Linked DNA regions of Zea mays: region 2 is linked to region 1. Evidence: chromatin contacts called from public Hi-C data. All regions are on one chromosome and are shown on one strand. Each heading gives the region's core, a stretch centred on a gene start, on an enhancer-like site or on the middle of the called end of the contact. The rest is flanking DNA. Distances are from core to core; before and after follow the strand shown. Region 1 holds the start of LOC100274537. Region 2 holds the start of LOC100382821.

Region 1 (7,193 bases), core at 2,620-5,119:
CAGATCCCTATCTCATCCCCTATTTCAAACTTAACTCTGCAAACAGTGTCAATCAGTATCATCCACCGAAGACAGCCTAAACCATGGTATTGTCTAGAAACTATAAAAATACTTTACTTCCAAATAGGCCCTAAATGCTCACTACAAGCCCTCTACTGTGTCACAACTAATTGGGATGGGTAACTCATTAAATCATGTTTTCATGCACATTGAAAATGGGTTAAGCTTTATGCCTTCAAAATTCTAGTAAATCAAGTGATATTAACATGATGTCTAGCACAGTGCTAGTATGGAGTAGATGGCTAAATGCTACTAGAAGCCTTATATCGTGTCACAACTGGGATAGGAACTTAGCATCAGTAAATCAATTTTAAAGCATATCGAAGTGGGGAAAGGATTTATGCTTTCCAAATTATAGCAAATCAAGAGACGCTAATAAATAATAATCAATCATGAGAATGCCACCAAGATGCATACCAGCTCTAAGTGAAGGCTCAATGGACTCAAGGTCTACTGCCTGAAGTTGCCCAAACCTGTAAAGAAAATAAAAACAAAGAGCAGCTAAGCTCTACCCTGAAATAACCAGTGAAGCTTTGATTTTCTTACAGTGCGTACAAATAGAAACCAAAACCCAACACTCTCATAGTGTGAAACATTCATGATCTTCCCATTTTGCGATTAAGAATCACATAACTACACAAAATAAAAACATCCACTCTGATCAAGTTATACAAATCTAAAACATATCCCTTAACTGTGGCAGTATTTTGGGTTTTCTGTTCAATAAGGCAGAAGAGGGAGGTCTGCTAGCAACTTTCAAGGGGGAAAAGGCTGCACAGAATTTCTATGTATGCAGACGATGTGGTTTTATTCCTGCACCCTTTGATATCTCTGTTACTCTGGAAATTCTTCAGTTATTTGGAGATGCTTCTGGCTTCTACAATAGTGCACAGAAGTCCAGCATTTTTCCCATTAGGTGCCCCGTGGATACCTTATTGGAAGTCCAGACCCTGCTGCCCTGTGATGTTGCAGCCTTCCCTTGCCGGTATTTAGGTCTTCCTCTTTCCATTCATAAGTTAAACAGACATCATTTTCAGACTTTGGTTGAAAGGGTTGCTGATCGGCTGCCGCATTAGAAGGCGGATCTAATGACCAGATCAGGGAGAAGAACCCTTGTACAACATGTGCTTACAGGCATGTCTATTTATGTGGCAATGGCAGTTGACATCCCCCATTGGGCTTCGGAGACGATTGATAAAATAAGAAAAGGATTTCTCTGGAAGGGTAGAAAGGAAGTTAGAGGGGGGCACTGTTTGGTAGCATGGGGAAAGGTTTGCAGACCCCTTCATCTGGGAGGCCTGGGTATTTCTAGTCTCTAGGAACTCTGCTGGGCGCTCAGAATGAGGTGGTTGTGGCTGCAAAAAACTGAGCCTGGGCGCTCTTGGTTTGGTCTATCTATTCAAATTATGGCCAAGGCCCGGGCTTTCTTTTCCATGGTCCTGATTTTTGAAGTGGGAGACGGTGCAAACACCTTGTTCTGGACTGATAAGTGGCTGCATGGGGAAAGAATCTCTGAGTCGGCCCCTAGGCTTTTTGGCATAATTCCTAACAGTGCGTTTGGATGTTGGAATTTAGACTCGGAATTCAGAATTGGAATTGACAAACCCGAATTCTGGTGTTTGGATGGTCACAGTATTTGGAATTGGAAATCCACCAAATTCCAGCCGGTATTCAACTCTACACACGCCTCCACTCTCCAATTCCGACCCTCCACCCTCTGATTTGCTCGGAATTGAACTGGATTTGGTATTGGATCCGATTTCCAAAGCCAGGCTGATTTGGTATTGGATCCAATTCAATTCCACCATCTCCAATTCCAACATCCAAACGGAGCATAAGAGATTTGCTCAGAAACGAACTGTACAAGAAGCTTTATCCAATGGTCAATGGATTGCTGACATTAGGGGGGGGGGAGGCTCACTGTTGAAGCTTTATCAGGTTATCTTCGTCTCTGGGAGATGCTTTCTGGTTTTGAGTTGCAACCTGACAGGGAGGATAAGCATATTTTCAGCATTGCTTCAGATCGTAGATACTCTGCAGAGTCTGCCTATAAAGGTCTTTTTATGGGATCATGCTATTTCAGGCATTATAAGCGAGTGTGGAAAACATGGGCTCCACCAAAATATCGTTTTTTTCATTTGGCTTGTTACCCAGATCAGATGCTGGACAGCAGATAGACTCGCCAAGAGAGGATTAAATCACCCAAGCAAATGCCCTTTATGTGATCAGGATTCTGAAACTACAAATCATTTGCTTGTCACATGTGTTTTTGCAAGGGTTTTCTGGTATAAGGTGCTGAGAAAGTTTGGTATGTACTCCTTAGCTCCTCCTTTTTGGAATGGTGGGAAAATGCCTCAGAGACACTAAATGGGCTCTGCATGAAAGGTCTCAACTCCCTTATCATCTTGGGAGCTTGGTTGACCTGGCTTCATCGTAATAGGTGTTTTTTTTGACAATGGGTCTCCTAGCCTGCCTTTAATCCTCAAGCAGTTTGAAGATGAGAGGAGTTTGTGGGAGGTTGCTGGTGCCAAGGTATTATCCTCCCTGGCAGCCCCACTTCCTGCTACTTGAGGGAAGGAGGCTTCTTAGTCTTTAGTAGTGTCTGTGTTCCTATGGACCAGTTTATATATGCATGTTTCTGGCCTCAGTAAGGATTCCTTAGTTTACTTTTGTATTTTTGGTCTTCTTTTGACCATGTATCCTCTCTTCTTAATTTATAAAATGGTGCAGTCCTCCTGTGCATTCGAGAGAAAAAACTTAACTGTGGCAGAGCTTGTGACATTTGTGGTGTTCTGCCACAGGAACTAGATGTGGTCCATTAACATGTTCATATTGCATTGTTCACTAGAAAAAATAATGCTGCCATATTCATCTTTTAAAAGCAGCGTCCCATTCATCCTAGAAAGGTGCCTTCATTGGTGCAAGGGTGTTGGCCTTCAACTTTTCATGTGTTTTCTACTCAACATCTTCTACAACAATTGGCAGCTATATTGTTTTCATGGTGAAGTTGTGAGAACGATGTGTATATCTGGATGACTTCAGGGATGAGTCTCCTCTAACTTAAAGTGAGAGGGACTTAAATCGCTGACTTTAGAGGTATCATAGTAAGATATATTGCAATCTGCACAAGGTACTAACATTACTCAGTATCTGAATCATCCAACGCATTTCCAGTCTGAAATTAGCAATGCACTACGGCATGTGTTCATTGGTCCCCCAATCAAAAAAAAAAATACAGACTAAGAAACTATCTAAACCCACGGCAGAGCATTCCTAGTAGAAAGACTACACCGTCTCGCAGAATTTTATGAGCTGCAACAAGCACTACAAACCGCCCCTTCAATCATCCACTCGCGAGAAGAAGAGAACAGGTAGCAGAAACTTACCAATCCACAACCTGACGAATCTTGGGCTCGAAGTCCTCGGCCTGGCGATTGAGCACACAGAGAACACAAGCAAAGCGTCAGCCTCTCATGTGCACAGAGCATCACATGTTTGGCATCAAGAGAAAGAAAGCAGGACGGCGACTGACCTCCTGCGGGGAGAGCGAGATGCGCGCGGCGTTGGCTAAGCGGGTGAGGTCCGGCGGCTCCAGCTCCCCAGCCCCCGCAGCCGCCACGGGCGTTACGTGGCTGGAGGACGAGAGTGGCCGCGGCCAGTGCGTCCTAGCCGACGGCCGCCTCAGCCGCGGGCCCGACGCTAAGCGGAGCCTGGGTATGGCGGACGCAGCGGCGGAGAGCATGGCCGGCCGGCGTCGCTCGCTGGTCGCTGCTGCCTCCGGGTCTGGCTAAGATTGGAATTGGATCGTCGTCACCGATGCGGCCTCATCGGCTCATCCCATCTCATCGTTTCGCGCGGTGCGGCCCGGCCCACTCAAAGCGGCCACTGCCCAGAGCTGAGAACCCCCCCTCGTCGGTTTGGGCCTCTCCGGCACATTGAATTTACCAAAATAGATCACTCTACAATGAATTTGTAAAAATAGGTCAATCGAGTAGATCACTTCGTCAAAATACACATCCGGATGTTTAACTAGTCTGATAAGTGGGCATGTATCCCTGTTGGACCGAAATATCTCTCCCTTTCCTTAGGGTATCTGCACTGGCCTACAGAAATCCTTCCGGTAAACGCGCATACAGGTAACTGGAGCTTAAAAATATGTGCAACGGTTTCCGCTATAGCTCTCTATATCCTTATGCATCCACAATATTGCGTCAGATATAGCGGACACCAATAATTACGATAGAAGTCTTATCCATATCTAGAGATGGCAATGGGTACCCGCGACCTGATACCCGATAGGTATTTACTCCATTAGGGTATATATATAGACTAAATATTATACTCGTGGGTTTATTATTGGGCAAAAATCTCCACCCAATGGGTAAACGAATATTAGAACGTTCCGTCTTCACCCATACCCGTTAACCCGTGGGTATAAATACCCAATATAAACTTAGCCCAAGCATGAACTTGTACTTTAGTCATTCATCTTTTTTACTATTTAACAACCTTTTAGACCATAATGTCATAGAAGACTTAATGACAATTTAATGACCATGTAATGGAACATGTAATGTGCTATGTAGTACTATCCTAGTGTTACTACTTTATCCAATTATCTTTGGTGTGTTGAATGGATGGTTAAATGATGCTAGAAAATTTTGTTATGGTATTTATATGGATATACTTGACATTTGTATAGTATAATATTTTGATAGATGTTTAATTTTTGTGGGTACGGGTGACCCGATGGGTGACCCATACCCACATGGGTATGGGTATGGGGGTAAATTCATACCCACCAGTGTATGTGGGTGACCTAGTGGGGTTATTTTTGTGTCGTGGGTATGGGTATGGGGTAGTAATACCCGGTGGGTATTTACCCATTGCCATCTCTATCCATATCAAAAGTACGTGTTGTGCACAAAAAATATAGAATTTCGATCATAATAAATAGAATATGTAATAATTGATATAGAGGGGATATAGAGAGAGATATGGGCGCAGAAGATTGTAATATATAGTAATGAATTTTGATGGGAAATGTATCTGGTGCAAACCAACTCCTTCGTGCAACCGTGCAAACTTCTAATCTAAACCACATGATGTTGATCCAAGGGACGCAGAGGTGTGGATAATTTTACACTTAATCGTCCGCTGCTAATCACACCTTTTCAAATCCCCCTCCCACTCCTCCGCACGTCCCCTTGGATCAACATCATGTGGTTCAGATTAGAAGTTTGCACGGTTGCACGGAGGGTTGGTTTGCATTTTGATGACTAGACTATAAAGGGTAATATAGAGTAAGGATATGGAGTAATCTGCACTACAGATAGTCTTAGCTGTTAACGGTGCTGCACAAGACGACCACTGGTGGCAGTGGTCTCCCATTCCTACTGAGCTCGGGCACCGAGGGGTTCCGGCGCTGCCTGGTCGTGGTCGACTTGTTGCCGAGGTTGTCCGCTTTGGGCCCGACGTTGTGACCGCCCTCTTCACGAGCACTATCGACGAGAGGCGGTCCATGTTCACCAACTCCTTCCAGTCCATGTTCGACAACTTCCCTGCCTTCACCTCCGTGCTGGTAGCCAACACTGTCGTCGCAGGGTACCTAGTGTTGTCGCTGCCCTTCTCCATGGTGGGCATCATCTGGCCTAGTGAGGCGATGAGCGTGTGGTTGTAGCTGCTCGTATGCGACATGGTGGTAATAGTGTTGTAGATGGCGTCAGCGCGCGTCGCGGTGGCCATTATGTAAGTGGCACACTCGGGCAACTGGCATGCCAATTGGATGCCCATCTGCATGTAGTTCCATGGCTTCTGCCAGCGCACTAGTAGCTCCGTCGTCACCACCTTCCTCGTCGTGCTTGTCTTTATTGTACTCATCCTCATGTTCGCCTGCGCCATCAGACATAGGCCCGATGGAAGGGAGGGACGTTCCAGTCCAACGAGGGTACGGGTCCACTTGTCAAACAAGTTAATCGCTCGAATGAGTATTTTGATGAAGTAAGCCTAATCGATCGACCCATTTTTACAAGTTCAACTAAAGGCATCTATTTTGAACGACGTCATCGTGGAGTGGCCCATTTTACCAAATTCCTCGATGCAAACCGTGTATAGAACTTTGATGCGTGAATAAGGTGGCGATAGGGACTTAGGGCATGTACAACCTAATTAAATGAGGTGTCTATTGAGACATCTCTAGGAGCGAAAGGCATGTTTCCGTAGTGTAAAGTTTAGCACCTGCTAAACTTTTGATGAACTTTAGCGCTTGAGGGATGTTTGGATTAAAGTGCTAAACTTTAGCGCAATACCCTAATTAATGCCTAAACAAGCAACCAAACGATAGGGGAGAAGAGGGCATTTCGATGGGAGAGAGAGAAATGACCACTTTTAGCATAGTTTAGCACCTTTTGTAGAGCTAAAGTGCTAATGGGTGTGTTGGGGACTTGTTCTCAAATGCTATGAGTTAAGAACAAGGCAAAACAGAAATATTAAATGTTATTGCCCTTCGTCCTTCGAAACATTATTTCCCTAAGGATATAATGATCTTCTGACGAAGGTCATGAAGGACATACCTTCATTATCGTAGCATATGTTAATAAAAGGGGAAACATATGAAATATAAGAGATAACATGAACAATTATATAACATTATCAACTCATTCCCACTTTATTATCATGAAAAAATAGAAATGATATGGAATTACAAAAGTACCTTCGGCTTGACAGAAGGTAAAAGTACAAGAGTGACGCACGAGCAAATATAGGTCAGCGTGAACAGTACGGGGGTACGGTTCACCTATTTATAGGCACAGGACACAGCCTGTGAGAAATTACAGTCATGCCCTTTACATTTACTATTGGCTTATGGAAAAATATGTGAGGACTGGATAGCCTTTTCCCCTTTAAGTCGGTTCCTTTTCCCGCGATTGAGCCGAAGCTCCCTTGTGTATAGCTTCGAAGCAACGACAACCTTCGTCACGATCATGCCCTTCTCATCGTATATGTCTTTAATCCTGAATCCGAAGGTACCTGTCTATAAACCATGCTTGGAAGACATTGTTAAATTACGTTTTTGAGGACCTTCGGAGGACAAAGGCCTCCAACAGTAGCCCCTTGCAGTATTAATTTGTTTA
Region 2 (7,236 bases), core at 309-2,808, 280 kb after region 1:
CGACGCGTCGGCCGGCGGCGTAGCGGCAGAAGAAGAAGAAGAGGTCGGCATCGCTACGTACCGTCGGCGGCGGCGGGCGGTCTGCTTCACTCGGGCCAGATCTCCGGCGAACAAGAGCAAGGAGGGCAGACGAGCAGCAAGATGGTGGAAAAGGCGGCTAGGGTTTTCACGGAGCGCGGAAAGATAAAGTTTAAAACGCGCCGCCCCCCGCCCCCTTTTATACACAGGGCGCGGCGTTTCGGGAAACCCGCAGTCCAACAGTACGGTGTCAATTAACGGTCATGTCAAAAACCCCCGCGGAACCACTTCGAGCGAGGGCAGCGTCTCCGCCATCTAGCGACGTCTTCGGCACCAGATGACTTAGTCGAACTGGTCCCTCGGAGGGCAAATATTGGGGCGAAGGCGAAGACGCCACCCTTCGCTCGATGCCTTCGCCGTAATCGTCGGACCAGCGGAGACAAGACAACAGAAAGGCTCACCCTTCGTCCCACACGTCATCGGACGAAGACCTGTGACGAGGTCGTCCCATCACTGCGACCTCGTCCAGCACGGAGGCCCACGTGTGATCCGGCCCATTGTAACAGGCCCTGCGTGGCCGCTGCGCGTTACAGGCCTAATTTGTAAAGGCATCCCTGTAATTACGATCTGTAACCCCGCTTTATGGGAATATTCCGGGGATAACCTAGATGTCTGAGGGCACATGCGTCCTTAACACAGGGCGCTGGGCACTCAGGTACCTATAAATACTCTCGCACAGTGCCCTTAAGAGGCTAGATTAACAGAGCTTTTGTCATCTCATGCGAGAACCCTGTTCACGTCAACTCTCACCCCAGTTGGATCCCCTTGCACCTGGTAGCAAGTTCCAACATGCTTCTACCCGGGTGGGGGAACGAGGGGGTGGGCGAGCGAACAACGGTGGCTATCTTGGCCCTAGCCACACACGGGGAGCAGACAGAGCCTCGAAGGAGGGAGAGGGAGGACCAGAGTGGGGGTACAGCTGTGGAGGCACTGGTTGGACCAAACAAGCCCTAATCCATGTGTATTGGACTAATTTAGCGTAAAAATTAAAATAAATTCTATCTCAACCAACTTCAGTATATATAGATTAAGGTAAATAAAGAATCATCAAAACAATGTCCAATGGTAAGTTTAATTTGGAATGGCAGGCATGTCGGCGCAGCTACGATAGGACTAATGTACATGTTATATTGTTGGCACTCAACGCACGTGCAAGTGAACGTATGACAGTTGCGTGTGTTTAATTTGGAGCCTACTTTAGTAGTTGCTTAAATTGAAGAACTAATCTTTTAAAAAAAAAGTTAGATACCTTGTGACGCTTCATGCAACAAACCAAACAGCATGTCAGCATGTGCCACTAGGTGAAGCTGGGCTCGGTGCCCGGCCGTTTGCCCGTTTCTAATCATCAATCACCGGCCAAAATTGGGTAGTGGCCTACCGGTTTCGCCGCAGTAGGCCACGGCGAGCCCCCGCAACAACCTCATTATTATAATTAATAACCGGCCATGTCTCCTCCGCCCACGTCTTCCTTCCGCGGCCTCCCACCCATCCACCTTGGGCGGGCGCCGCGCCGTCGAGGGCCATCCAGAGCTCGCCATGGCGGCCGTCCGGTCCAACAGGGCCCACGCCCACCAGCACTGCCGCTCCGAGGCGTCGTGCCCGACGACCTCCGTGGCCGTGGCGGCGGCGAGGGCCGGCGACGCCCCACGCCACCGTTCGCAGGCTCCGGTGCAGGTCTCGAAAGGGCATCACCAGATGCGGCGGTCAGCGGCGTTCCCACCGCGCCGCCCGGGGCCAGGGCGTCGCCCTCCTCAGCGTTGTGACAGCGACATCAACATCCGGCAGCACCGCACCTGCAGCGAGGTGGCCGGCGGCACCGCGGCGGGCTGTGCGGCCGTGTGCTGCTGCTTCCCCTGTGTCATGGTGGAGGTCGTGGTGCTCGCCACGGTGCGCGCGCCCGCAGCGCTGTGCCGCAAGGCGGCCCGCGTGAGCAAGGGCGGGCGGCGGCGCTCCGCCTCCGTGGGGCAGGCCACGGAGATCTACGAGCTCCCGGTGGACAACGCCGGCGTCGTCGTCAAGGTGGACGCCAGCGCCGTCGAGGCGGTGGCGCTGCCGGTGAAGCCCGCCTTGCAGCTGGAGGAGACGGGGGAGCTTGAGAAGGAGGTGTGGGCCAGGTTCTACGGCACGGGCTTCTGGAGGAGCGTGTCTCAGCTCGACGACGACGACAGGTGACCGGAACAATCAGGCCCGTGAGTGAGCGAGCGATCGACCAGCTCCTCCGGCGATGCTTAAGCAATAGCATGCGTTTCCTTGGTTGGGTTTCCTTCGTTGTTTTCCGCGGAAATAAGAGAAGATCGAGGAAAAGGAAATGTGATGCATGGTCGTCGATCGACTATACGAGTTTCTTTTGTTTTGCTTTTTGGAAGGGAAAACCATTCTCTTCTACGATGCCCTGCATGTTTAATAAAATGTATGTCTATTGAACAATGTGACTGAAAAAAAGGAAATACTTGAGGAATCGTAGTTGAAAAAGGAGGACATATCCTGTGCAATCACTCATTTTGGTGCAAGCGTGCAATCAAACTATCCAGAGCATCCAATCTAGATCCAACGGTTTCATATGGAAGGGGTTAAAAGTAAAATAGGTATTATGTTTTAGGTGGAAGGGGTTAAATATAAAATAACAGTCATCATTAGATCTAGATCGGATGCACCAGATTGCTTGATTGCATGCTTGCACCAGGATAAGTGGTTGCATAGGATATTTTCCCTTGAAAAAGTAGCAGGAAAATATGGACGTGCGCATACTTTCTCGGTCGGAGATTTATCTGACAAGTTTTTGTCATCCATCTTGTCCTGCGCCTCTGGGCCTTGTTACAGGCTTTCCCAATTGGGCTCTAGGGCCTCATGTACGCACAACAAAGACATGGACTTATTTTGTACTCGTGCTTTCGTTTGCCTTATTTTAGTTCAGACACCGGCGGTGGAATCTTGGACGACGGAGGAAGTTGCATGCCAGTTCTTCATTGCGACCTACGTGAAACAGTATGTAATATAATTCTTTCTCTATGGGTTGTGCTTTGGAATAGGTACATGCCACAGCCCACAGGGAACGTTCAGTTGCGATATGAAACAAGGATGTTTGTTTGCCTGCTGAAAACTAATATAGAACAAATTAAGATCACATATTAAATGGGGGGTGTAGGGATACAACTTTTTGGACCAAATTTATCAAATTTAGAGCACGCACTTCTTGGTAGTTAAATCTGACCGTGGCTACAGCCTTCATAAAATAAAAGGAAATCCTAATTTTATTTTCCTAGGCTTACTTCTGTATAGTTTGGAGTAGAAAAGACATAAGACCTCCCATTTGCAATTTCAAAGAAGCATATGCAGTTCCAGAAAGTCATCAGCAGACCATCTATCTTGAATCATGTGCTTGTTTAAGAGAACCATTTATAGTTTCTTTAAGCATTTACAGTTTAAGAGAACCATTTACAGTTTAGAACTATTTACAGTTTCTTTAAGAGAATCATTTGTAGTTTTAGTATTGTTGTGTTGTCTGCATTCTTTAGTTTGATGCATCAGTACTGCTGTATTGGTAGTGATCTTTAGTTTGATGCATCAATATTGTTATTCTGGCATGTGATCTTCAGTTTGATGCATTGGTTCTATTGTGTATTGTATGAATCATAAGCAACACTTGTTCAACCTAGGAATAAGCCTTCTCGACAGCGCATAGTCAGGCATTTTAGGAGGAATCATTACAATATAATAGAAAATCAAAGAAAACAATTATGTATCCTTGTTATTTGCAGTACACAAATCATAGTATAGTTTGAATGCATAAGGAAAATCAAAAATGTTTTAGGGATAAAATTGGGAGCTGTTGGAATATTATTATTTTTTGGATTTAATACTTTTAAGGAGATCCTAATTTCCATGTTTTGGGAGCTATATTCTTGAGACTTGTTGGAGTTGCTCTAAAGGCCTTTCGGTACAGCTTTTTTAAAGACTCCTCCAAAGGTTTCTTCAACAAAATCTATACGAAAGACTTCTCTCTGTAAAGAATAGGGAAGAGCTATTTCCAATCCTGAAGAGGCATCAGTGAACCTCATGCACCAGCTCAACGTTCTCTTCTCTATGGAGATCATTATTCTTATGACTTGGAGCATCTGGAAAAGCCGAAACGAGTGGCTGTTTTCAAACAAAGATCCCTCGGTGCTCCGCTGTACTCAGGAATTTAGTAGAGAATTACGACTGATCATTCATAGATCGCGGGGGGAATTTGACACCTCAATCCCGAATTGGCTAAGTTTGTGGCAAACATAGGAATAGTTCTTTCTCTTTCTTTTTCCCTTCTTTTTATTGATTGTAAAAGTACCAGGTTCTAACCTTTTCTTTTCGCTTTCTAATAAAATGCGCAGTAGGGGTTTCCCCTCCTGATCCTTCAAAAAAAAAAGAATAGGGAAGAGCTATTTCTTTGGCTCTCTTCCATCCTCCGTTCCTCCAAAAAAACAGGTGTGTTTCTAACCAAATGAGATTTTTTTACAGACTCTTTCTAAAAATAAGAAGTTGTTTTCTCATAAGAGAGCTAAATTTGTTGATGCAAGAGTCCTACCAAAAGGAGCCTAAATTACTAATCATCCACGTCACCGAGGCTAACCTCAAATTAGATGCTAGCTCTATACATATGCCTTTTTTATCGTATCGACTAGAGGATATGGTTTTGCAAAGTTACTAAAACCGTCTGTCCGTCTTAGATATGGTTTTCTCAGGATCAGCCCATATTTATACCTGAAATATCCTTATATGAGTTGAGGACAGTGGTGGGCTAAGGAATTTGAGATTGAGTATTCAAAATTTCAAAATATTAAAGAAATTAGTGCTCCAACCCTTAGATTCCTCTACAGTTACGTCTGATCACTGACGTGTACATCCAGTCAGGCCACGGCCAGCTCCGCACGTCGGCAGCGGCTCTACGTCCATAGACGACGTACTTCAGAGGATCCGACGGATTGGCAGTGGTATCCGATCCTAGGTTCTATACAATGCATTTGAAAGCGTCGATAATTGCACTTCAAGATTGGTTCACAAATATATGACATTGTTAATTTTTTTTTAAAACTTCGATCACTCGTTTTATTTAAAATATTTATTCAAAAATGTAAAATGTTAAACCAAGCACAAACTATTTTAAGTCATAAAACAAATCACAACAAAATAAATAATAACTCTTTATTTTTTTTAAATAAAACGAGTGATCAAAGTTTTTTTTAAAAATCAATTATGTCATGTATTTATGAACGTAGGGAGGAGTACTAGAAAAGTGACAGGCCGTGGCCAGCGTTGAAGTTGAGGCAATTATACCAGACCAGTGGTGTGGCTTATGAATTTAGCATCGAGAGGGGGCGGTGGGGAATGCCACGGTAAGACTAAGGCCCCGTTTCAATCTCACGGGATAAACTTTAGCTTCCTGCTAAACTTTAACTATATGAATTGAAGTGCTAAAGTTTAGCTTCAATTACCACCATTAGCTCTCCTATTTAGATTACAAGTGGCTAAAAATAGCTTAAAAAAGCTGCTAAAGTTTATCTCGCGAGATTGGAACAAGGCCTAAGTATAATGAAGTTCAGTCAGCTAGCTGTAACGTGCTCAATGTCATAAAAAAGATACTTCATGAGTCGTCGGGCTAAGACACAAGGCCCAAGACAAAACAACTACGTACAATCCAATACTCAGCAGCATGCTTGCTAAATTTCCTCCTCATGCATGCAATTATAATATTTAAATATTCAAAACAATAAATGCAATAGCCAATCTAATAGCTGCCTTACTATATAAGTATCCATTCCAAGTGACATAGCAGTACTCTACAGCCGACTAACTTATTATCCTTGCTCCAAAGATATGGTCATGCAAAACAATATTTTACATTGTGCACTACATTAATTAAATAGTAGAGTTTAAAATAAAAGATGATATAAAATGTTTGCATCGCTTCCCTTCCATTCCCCCTCCCCCTCATATAGCAGCTACAGTTCCCCTCCATCCACCACATCCCCTTCCATCCACCATCGCTTCCCCCTACGACGTCCGCTATGCCGTTACATCCTTCTCTTTCCCTCTCGATGTGGAGGGACGCTACAACGGCTCCCTGACTTTCCTCTCGAATCACCTCTCGTTCGCGCGTGCTAGATGAAGATGGATCCCATTCCTCACACCTACCTCGCTAGAGAGTCACTAGCAGCATCGTCGGGCTTCTCCTTCCCGCGCAAAGAAGCCTGGCTCTAGCAAGAAGGCAGCGACGATAGGAAGGACACTGTGGTTGCCATCGGGGTGGCTCCCAAGCGATGCTTGTTCTTGGATCGACACCTGCATGGGGCCACCTCTCCCCTCGTCGTGTCGGATTGTGTAATTATGGGTGGGCGACGATCGTGCGGCGGCGCGAGCTGGGGCTGGGGACCGTGGTGGCAGGGTCCATGGAGGTTCTGGTCGGGTACCAAGGTCGTCTGACATGGGATCTGAATCGCCATTAATTATCTCAAAATTGTGTGGACTATGTTTGCAAAGTTGTGCCAGCTGGGTGATTCTAAATAACAAAAGAGGAAGGTAATAGGTGGGAATCAGTGGTGAGAGCCCAAGTTGTGCATGATTTGGTAGCAGCTCTTGTTGGTGTTATTGGTCCTATCCTATGTGAACTCTCTCGTCTTCTAGGTTCCCGAGGCCTCAAGACAAGCCTATGAAGATTGCTTAGAAGTAGTTGGTGGTATTTCCTTTTCATTCAAATTATGCTTCTACTTCTTTTGTGTCACGTGAATAATAGATTTAGTACTGGCTACTGTTATCTTAACGTTGATTCTTTTTTGGCAGGCTGAGTTACTTGCAAAGAGGTAGAAATGGCCCCATTTGTGCAAGTTCATCCTTTCTATACTAGGCTCTTGAACCAAGGTTTGTTTCGTGTGCCTCCACGCATTACTAGTGTTGTTAATCTATATAGTTTTTAATTAGTTCAACCGTTACCTTGATCAATGTGTCTTAATACTGTTAATGAATGAGAGTAGATGTTTGAAATATTTTCATCAAGGACCAATACTTTAACATTCTGCCATAGCCTATATTGTCACCTTCTCTTAATATGGTGAACGTTCTCTTTTGCTCAAGGCTTCTTAGCATATGGGGGGTTCTACAAGCATCATCGATGGGCTAGAATGTTGC

The links. A called contact is a pair of places that touch in the nucleus more often than the background predicts.
Region 2: a Hi-C map of tassel shows a contact between it and region 1, with 2.8 times the contacts expected there. The contact joins the promoter of LOC100382821 here to the promoter of LOC100274537 in region 1. A contact is called at or near these places in 2 of 25 Hi-C or Micro-C datasets (ear and tassel).

The regions. Positions count from the first base shown.
Region 1 is chr5:16,520,835-16,528,027 of Zm-B73-REFERENCE-NAM-5.0, forward strand. It overlaps LOC100274537, which reads right to left and starts at 3,870. Exons shown (of 5, transcript NM_001148893.1): 1 at 3,593-3,870; 2 at 3,447-3,487; 3 at 478-533. The coding sequence starts at 3,802.
Region 2 is chr5:16,804,504-16,811,739 of Zm-B73-REFERENCE-NAM-5.0, forward strand. LOC100382821 reads left to right here and starts at 1,559. Exons shown (of 1, transcript NM_001175521.1): 1 at 1,559-2,503. The coding sequence starts at 1,615. The coding sequence ends at 2,250.